2 separate regions of the Hordeum vulgare genome follow, and region 1 is linked to region 2. Evidence: chromatin contacts called from public Hi-C data. All regions are on one chromosome and are shown on one strand. The core of a region is the stretch at or near the end of the contact, and the rest is flanking DNA. Distances in the headings are between cores, read along the strand shown. Region 1 holds the start of LOC123407688. Region 2 holds the start of LOC123407569 (60S ribosomal protein L7a-2).

Evidence for each region. A called contact is a pair of places that touch in the nucleus more often than the background predicts.
Region 1: a Hi-C map of leaf shows a contact between it and region 2, with 6 times the contacts expected there. The contact joins the promoter of LOC123407688 here to the promoter of LOC123407569 in region 2. A contact is called at or near these places in 4 of 6 Hi-C or Micro-C datasets (leaf and seedling) and 1 of 1 datasets of contacts at active chromatin or transcription factors (embryo).

What each region holds. Positions count from the first base shown.
Region 1 is chr7H:210,169,916-210,173,082 of MorexV3_pseudomolecules_assembly, forward strand. It overlaps LOC123407688, which reads left to right and starts at 1,438. Exons shown (of 6, transcript XM_045100876.1): 1 at 1,438-1,622; 2 at 2,510-2,767; 3 at 2,860-2,966; 4 at 3,080-3,167. The coding sequence starts at 2,519.
Region 2 is chr7H:209,775,062-209,778,214 of MorexV3_pseudomolecules_assembly, forward strand. It overlaps LOC123407569 (60S ribosomal protein L7a-2), which reads right to left and starts at 1,581. Exons shown (of 7, transcript XM_045100732.1): 1 at 1,438-1,581; 2 at 1,219-1,266; 3 at 928-1,129. The coding sequence starts at 1,440.

The sequences.
Region 1 (3,167 bases), core at 188-2,687, 390 kb after region 2:
TAGTCTTGACTCCACTTCATGTATGGTGTTAAGTCCCTCGGTCGTTGTAGCTTCCACGTCGTCCATGCCTTTTCTCTGTCCAGTGCTGGTGACTGGACGACTGGTTGGAAGATGTCCGAGTGACTCCATGGGTCCGAGTGGATTCGGTGTACGCATGTGAATACATTTGTAGTCGTGAAACTTTAATGCCCGTGTGGGGCCCTAGTTGGGCCGTACATATCCCGTCCATGACCCTATCACTAGTAGGTGACCCCATCAACGAGGGTGCCGTTGTTGAATCGCGACACTGGATTACATCTCGCCCCCCTTCATCCACGTCTCTCTCCCGTTGCAGCATCCTAGTTGCCGCCTTTGTAGCACCGCCGTGCTGCCTGCCGCAACCCACGACGTCGCCGCTCACACCGTTGGCAAGTGCAGAGTTGAAACTTTTCCCCCAAAGTCGATTGAAGCTTTTCACCGCTGGTTGAAGCTTTTTCAACTACCGGTCGAAACTTGTACCATAAGTGAAGCTTCCTTCCCGAATCGGGTTGAAGCCTTTCTCACCACCGGTTGAAGTTTTTTCTATGTCGGTTCAAGATTTTTCTATCCCGGTTGAAGCTTTTCTCACCGCCGGTTGAAGCTTTTTCTATGCTGGTTGAAGCTTTTCTCACCGCTGGTTGATGCTTTTCCTATGCGAGTTGAAGCTTTTTTTCACGGTTGAAGCTTTTCCATGGGGGTTGAAGATTTTCCACCATGCTTCTTGAAGCTTTTTCCACCATCGGTTGCAACTTTTCCTAGGCCGGTTGAAACTTTTTTCCATGTCTGGTTGAAGCATCGGTGCCCATCTCTCTTGGTTGTAGCATCCATGGCTGCTGGTTCCAGCATCACCGGACCCCGGTCTAGCACCACGAGCCGCCCGTGGTTGCAACAGCCGCCAGAATCTAGTTGCGAGTTCCCAACCGCACATTCTTACGCTTGTCTCATCCTCCTTGACACGTCATTGGTTCTATCATGACGCGTGAGCTTGCAACGTATCCCTACACAGGAAAGAGAAGAAAAGAACTAGAGGAAGAAGAGAACCACAGGAAAAGTTCTGTCATGAGAAAAAAAAATGATTGATGACACACCGAGATGATTAGTCACGCCGGACGCACGGTCACAAGATGAATGCGATCGAACGCACAATGCGCGTCCAACCGAAGTCTATAAATGTTTCCCTTTTCAATTCTAGCGTTTTCAGAGTCCTGCAAATCGAAATCAAACATCGAGCGAATCATGCGGAAGCACAAACCCTCGCCCAAAATTAAGCGCCCTTTCAATACCCGACATCCCGAGGTCCCTGGATGCAATTTCGGGAGACCAAGTCCAAGAGACCAAAACGCCACAGCAGCAAGCAGCACAGGCGACACGAGGACCAGGACAGTATAACTTGACGGCCCGCTCGCTCAGCCTCAGCCCTCAGCCTCATTCCAGGCCAGTCCAGGACGGCAGCAGCAGGCAGGAAGGAAAGGGAAGAACCAATCAACCGATTCCCCCTCCCCACTCCACCCCGCGCCGCAGCGAGAGCGAACTGGTGCCTTCCACTGCCGGCCGCGTCGCCGTCGTCCCCTCCCTCCCTCCCTCCCGCTGCGCTCCCCTCCAAGGTAGCCCTCCCCCGACCCCTCCCTCGCGATCCCTCCCCGCAGCAGCATTTGCTCCTCGGATCTGGCCTCCCTGCCCGCTTCCCCTGCGGCGGGATCCGTTTTCCTGTCCCAGTGATTTCTAGGTGTTTCCTGGGCTAGATCTCGCCGAAGTCGGTAAGCGTGGATGAAATGCGGGGGGTGTTTAGTGCTGCCTTGACCCACTCGTGCCGCTGCTGGGAGCAGCGGTGGACTTGGAGATCTGTCCATCGTTGGGAATTCGGTGCGAACTCGAGGTTTCGGTGTGGTAGGCTGATGAATATTAGGTCATGGGTGGGATTGTGGTAGTCATCCGGAAATAGGGTCGGTGAAATCCGGCGCACCTACTACTACTACGCTCGGTGATGCTTTGGTTGTTGAGTTGACTCTACCACGTCGCTGATCTAGTTCATGGTGAATTCCTGTGTGGCGGTGCTTCTAGCTAGTTTACGTGTGGTTTGGGTTCTTAAGTAGTTATTGGTACCTAGTAAGTATTTCCTCGCATGATTGCCCAACAGAAATGAAGTGTTTGTTTACAGAGGAATTTAGATTAAGGAGATCAGATATTACCCTGTGCCCAGAGTGTAGTGGAATTGATTTTCATATTTTGTGGGAGTCTTTTGTGGTCGTATAGCTTTGGTGAAGTTAATTTAGTTAAAACCATCTAACTTGCACTATTTTTTGTTGCTTAGGATAGTTTCATTGTTATATCGTTGTTCGGTTGAATGACTTAGTACTGCCTGCAACGTACATTTATGAAAAACGCCTCCATGCATTTATCGGAGATGCTCCACAATTTTTCCATGTAACTGCTAGGAGAGGCAGCAGTTTCTTTGTTTTCTTCTTATATCTGTTTCTGGCAATCAATGCAGACCGTGAACATGTCCGATAGTGCATTGCAAGATCTCAACGCTGCTCAATCAGTTTTGCTAGGGAAAAGCAAAGGCAGTTCTGTGGAACCCTGCAGTTCTAAGCCTGTGTTAAACGGGAACAAGTGTGTCAAGAAGGAAGGAAATGCTGTACCGGCATGTCCTGATGTGACCAATGGATGCGAGGCTGGAGTTGTAGATATTGAATATATTGATTCTGAGAATCTCACAGATCTTCCTGATGTTGACACAAGCCTTAGTGTATGCCTCTAGCTGTTCATATTCATGCTTTTTTGTTGGATGTTTTAAGTTCTTTCTATAACCCAAGGTTTTCCATTTTCTATTTTCAACAGACTTTGCTTGCAAGGCTGGATTCAAAGGATTGGGTCAAGACATGTGAAGCTCTTAATAATGTTCGTCAGTTGGCAATATATCACAAGCAAAGGTTGCAGGAGCTGCTGTAAGTTGTTTCCTTGTTTTTGGGGTAACTATTAGTAGCTTACAACACCATCTGTGCTTCCATAATGCTGTAAAACTAACTAAATCTCTTGTATTGATTGGGTCAAATTCCAGGGAGCCTCTAGTTCCTCTTATTGTGAAATCTGTTAAGAATCCAAGGAGTGCTCTATGTAAAACTGCACTTATGACCTGCTCTGACATC
Region 2 (3,153 bases), core at 331-2,830:
GTAATAATGACATACAATATCACCCCTTAATAGAGTGCAACGGCAAAGGGTTTCTAAATTTTAGGGAACTAGCTGGGATTGGTAGAAACATTTTACAAGTCTTCGTTTGATTAGTTCAATCCTGACCAAGGCAAACTTGGCTTGCAGGGTACACCCTCCCAAATAAAATAAAACCAAGATAGTACTGCAATATATAAAATTAAGCCAACTACTCCCTCCGTCCCAAACACATTTTGTCTTAGATTTGTTAAAATATGAATGTATCTAGTCAAGTTTTAGTATTTAGATACATCCATTTCTAGACAAAGCTAAGACAAGAAATTTGGGACCAAGGGAATACATATATTTTCTTTAGCCCAGAGACTCAATTGGATTGACCCTTCAAACCCCACTCCAAGTCTAACACATTGCATCCAGAACCCGACGGACAGACCTCTCCTTGCACATACTTCTTAAGTATTGGATTCAATACTGATCACACCGCCTGTGGTGGCTCTACACATATTTCTGATGTCAACTGACATAACAACTTGCAAAAAACACTAGCAAAGATTATTCATCAAAAGATATAAACATGCATTAAACAGTTTGAACGGATTGACATCAGAAGGGTCGCAAGTCTACCACTACCATTCCACGCCTCGAATGTCGCTAGAAAAGCTTGGAGGTGCTACCAAGGCCTAAACGAATATCAGTTAACATACAGCTAGTGACTAAATAGGTGAGACTACTTAAGTAGGTGGCCATGTGCACAACATACGCAAATGAGAGAATACTATAGAACAACAGCAAGAACATTATCTATGATTTGAGTATGTTGCGCAAATGATTGTGTCTAGTAGCTACCCTAGTTCCTACTTCATCAGTACGATCTTGGCATGGAGAAAACAGAAAAACACATCATAAACAGCTAGGTTGTATGTATACCAAGGTTCTTGTCGAGGGTGCGGGTGAACTGGTGAAGTGCCGGGGGCACCTTGAGGCGCTGCTTGAGGATGCGGCGCTGGCGCTGGATGCGCACAACCTTGGGCCACTTAACGAAGCGGTGGAGGTCCTTCTTGGGCGGGAGGGCGCCGCCGATGCCAAATTGCTTCGGCCTCTTCTCGAACAGCGGATTGGTCACCTTTTCCTGTACTACCAACCAACGTATCAGCGAACGGCGCTAAGAACGGAACGAATCGAACGGAGGCGAACAGGATTCAATGAGCGGATGCGCACCGTTTTCTTCTTCGCCGGGACAGGCGCCTTGCCGCCTCGCTTAGGAGCCTGCAAGATTCGGATCAAGACACGATAATCAGTGGCTCGAACCGCAGCGGCGAAGATCCAAATGAAGTAGCCCATGGATGCCCCAAGAAAGCATCACGAAACATCGCCACTCCAATTTACGAAGCGAGACTTTGCATGAAACAGACGGGTGAGAAAGGACAAGGAGCGAACCATTTCGCCGGCGGCTGGTTGAGGTCAGCGGGGCAACGGCGAGGGGCAGACGGAGGCGGGGGAGAAGCGGTTCCGAAGCCAGGCGGCGCCTTTATAAGGGCTAGTTCGATAAGAAGGGAAGCTTACGGAGCGTTGGATGCGGGGTGGGGTGGGCACGGGCTGCTCTGACCGTCCGTCGTGAGGATTAGGGTTTTCGAGGTCGTGGTTGGGCTAAACAGGCCTTGTTGTGCGGAAGATGATGAGAGAGGTCCTGATTTGGGCTGGGCTACGATAACTAGCAGGTGGCCCAATTGTATTGTAACATTCCATATCTAAACAAGCCTTGCACAGGTTACTTTCCATATCTAAACTCCTCTCCTTCTAAAAATATATATATCTAAACTCCTCTCGAGATAATAGTACGTCTAGTTAGAGGAGGGTTCTCGTGCCGCCGCCGCCATCTGAGAAATTTAGGTCCCCTCGCATGCACTTGTCATCTTGTCGCTGAGAGGTGGGAGGACCTTGGATCCTCAAGACCTATATGTTCTTCCGTAACGTCTAGTGATCGTCATATTTTTATGAGAATAAAATATCTCTCATTCTTTTGACGGTACCATGAGGTTATAGAGGTTTTTTGTCCTCGCAGGTCTGATTATTCTGATCTGATGAGTTTACGCTGATGTGTCAAGCTTTTTTTTTTTGTTCGTGTGATTCTTTGTGTAGGTGGAATTTTTTATTGACATCATCGTGAAGATATAGTGATTCCATGGCCTGCACTTCTAGGGGATCATCCGTGGTCGAGATACGATCCTCTTTTTTCTGATGGACGACCGAAGACGCTTTTAAAACCATTATTGATAATGTTTGTGTGGTGAAAGAGTGACAACATTGTTGCTCCAATTCAATTGTGGACTCTTTACCGAAATCTTTGGAGTATTTTTTAGAGCATAAATTGATGTCGTGAAGAAGGTGTATTCAAGGGATTTCATTGTAATTCTTGGTCATAGGAGTTACTTTGTATCTCCTTTGATCTTAGGTCCAAATCAGTGTACCTGTAATTGTTATGAGTATGAATAAAGTTAGAGATGTTTCTAAAAAAACTAAGCTCTTGTCATGACTCAAAAGAAATCTAATCAACTCTCCTACATTTTTTCCGGTCTGGCTAGGGTCTCGCTTCTCCCAGGGCGATCACTCTGTTGTGGAGTCTCTTTCCCTATCGTCGACGCACCTTCCCACGACGGGAAGTCAGGTTGATTCGGGTCTTGGTGCTCTGTTGTGGGGACATCGATATTCTAGGGCATGCAACAACACCCGATGGTCTCACTCTCAAGTTAGGGTTTCACTATGGTGGTTGCGCATGAAGCTCATGGTGCTGCAAAGGTGGACGAGACGGCAAAGCTCATGGCAAAACTAGGGATCCATGAGGAGGATCTAGATGGTACTATCTTCGACAAGGGGAAGGTGTTGTCGACAACAACAAGGTGGATAGAGCTAGCAATGGTACACATGGATATTCCATATAGTCACTTTTGGTTTTTCAAATTTTGGAAGAGATGAAAGGTATCACCTCATACTTTAAACAACTTTATTCATGTGATGATTTGGTTGATCCGTCCCTTATTATTCTGCTTGTTAAACCCCTTGTGACTGATAATATGAACGAGGATGTGTGCAAACCTTTTACGGAACAAGAAATAAGTGATGCTCTTTTTCAAATGGGGTCGTTAAAATCACCGG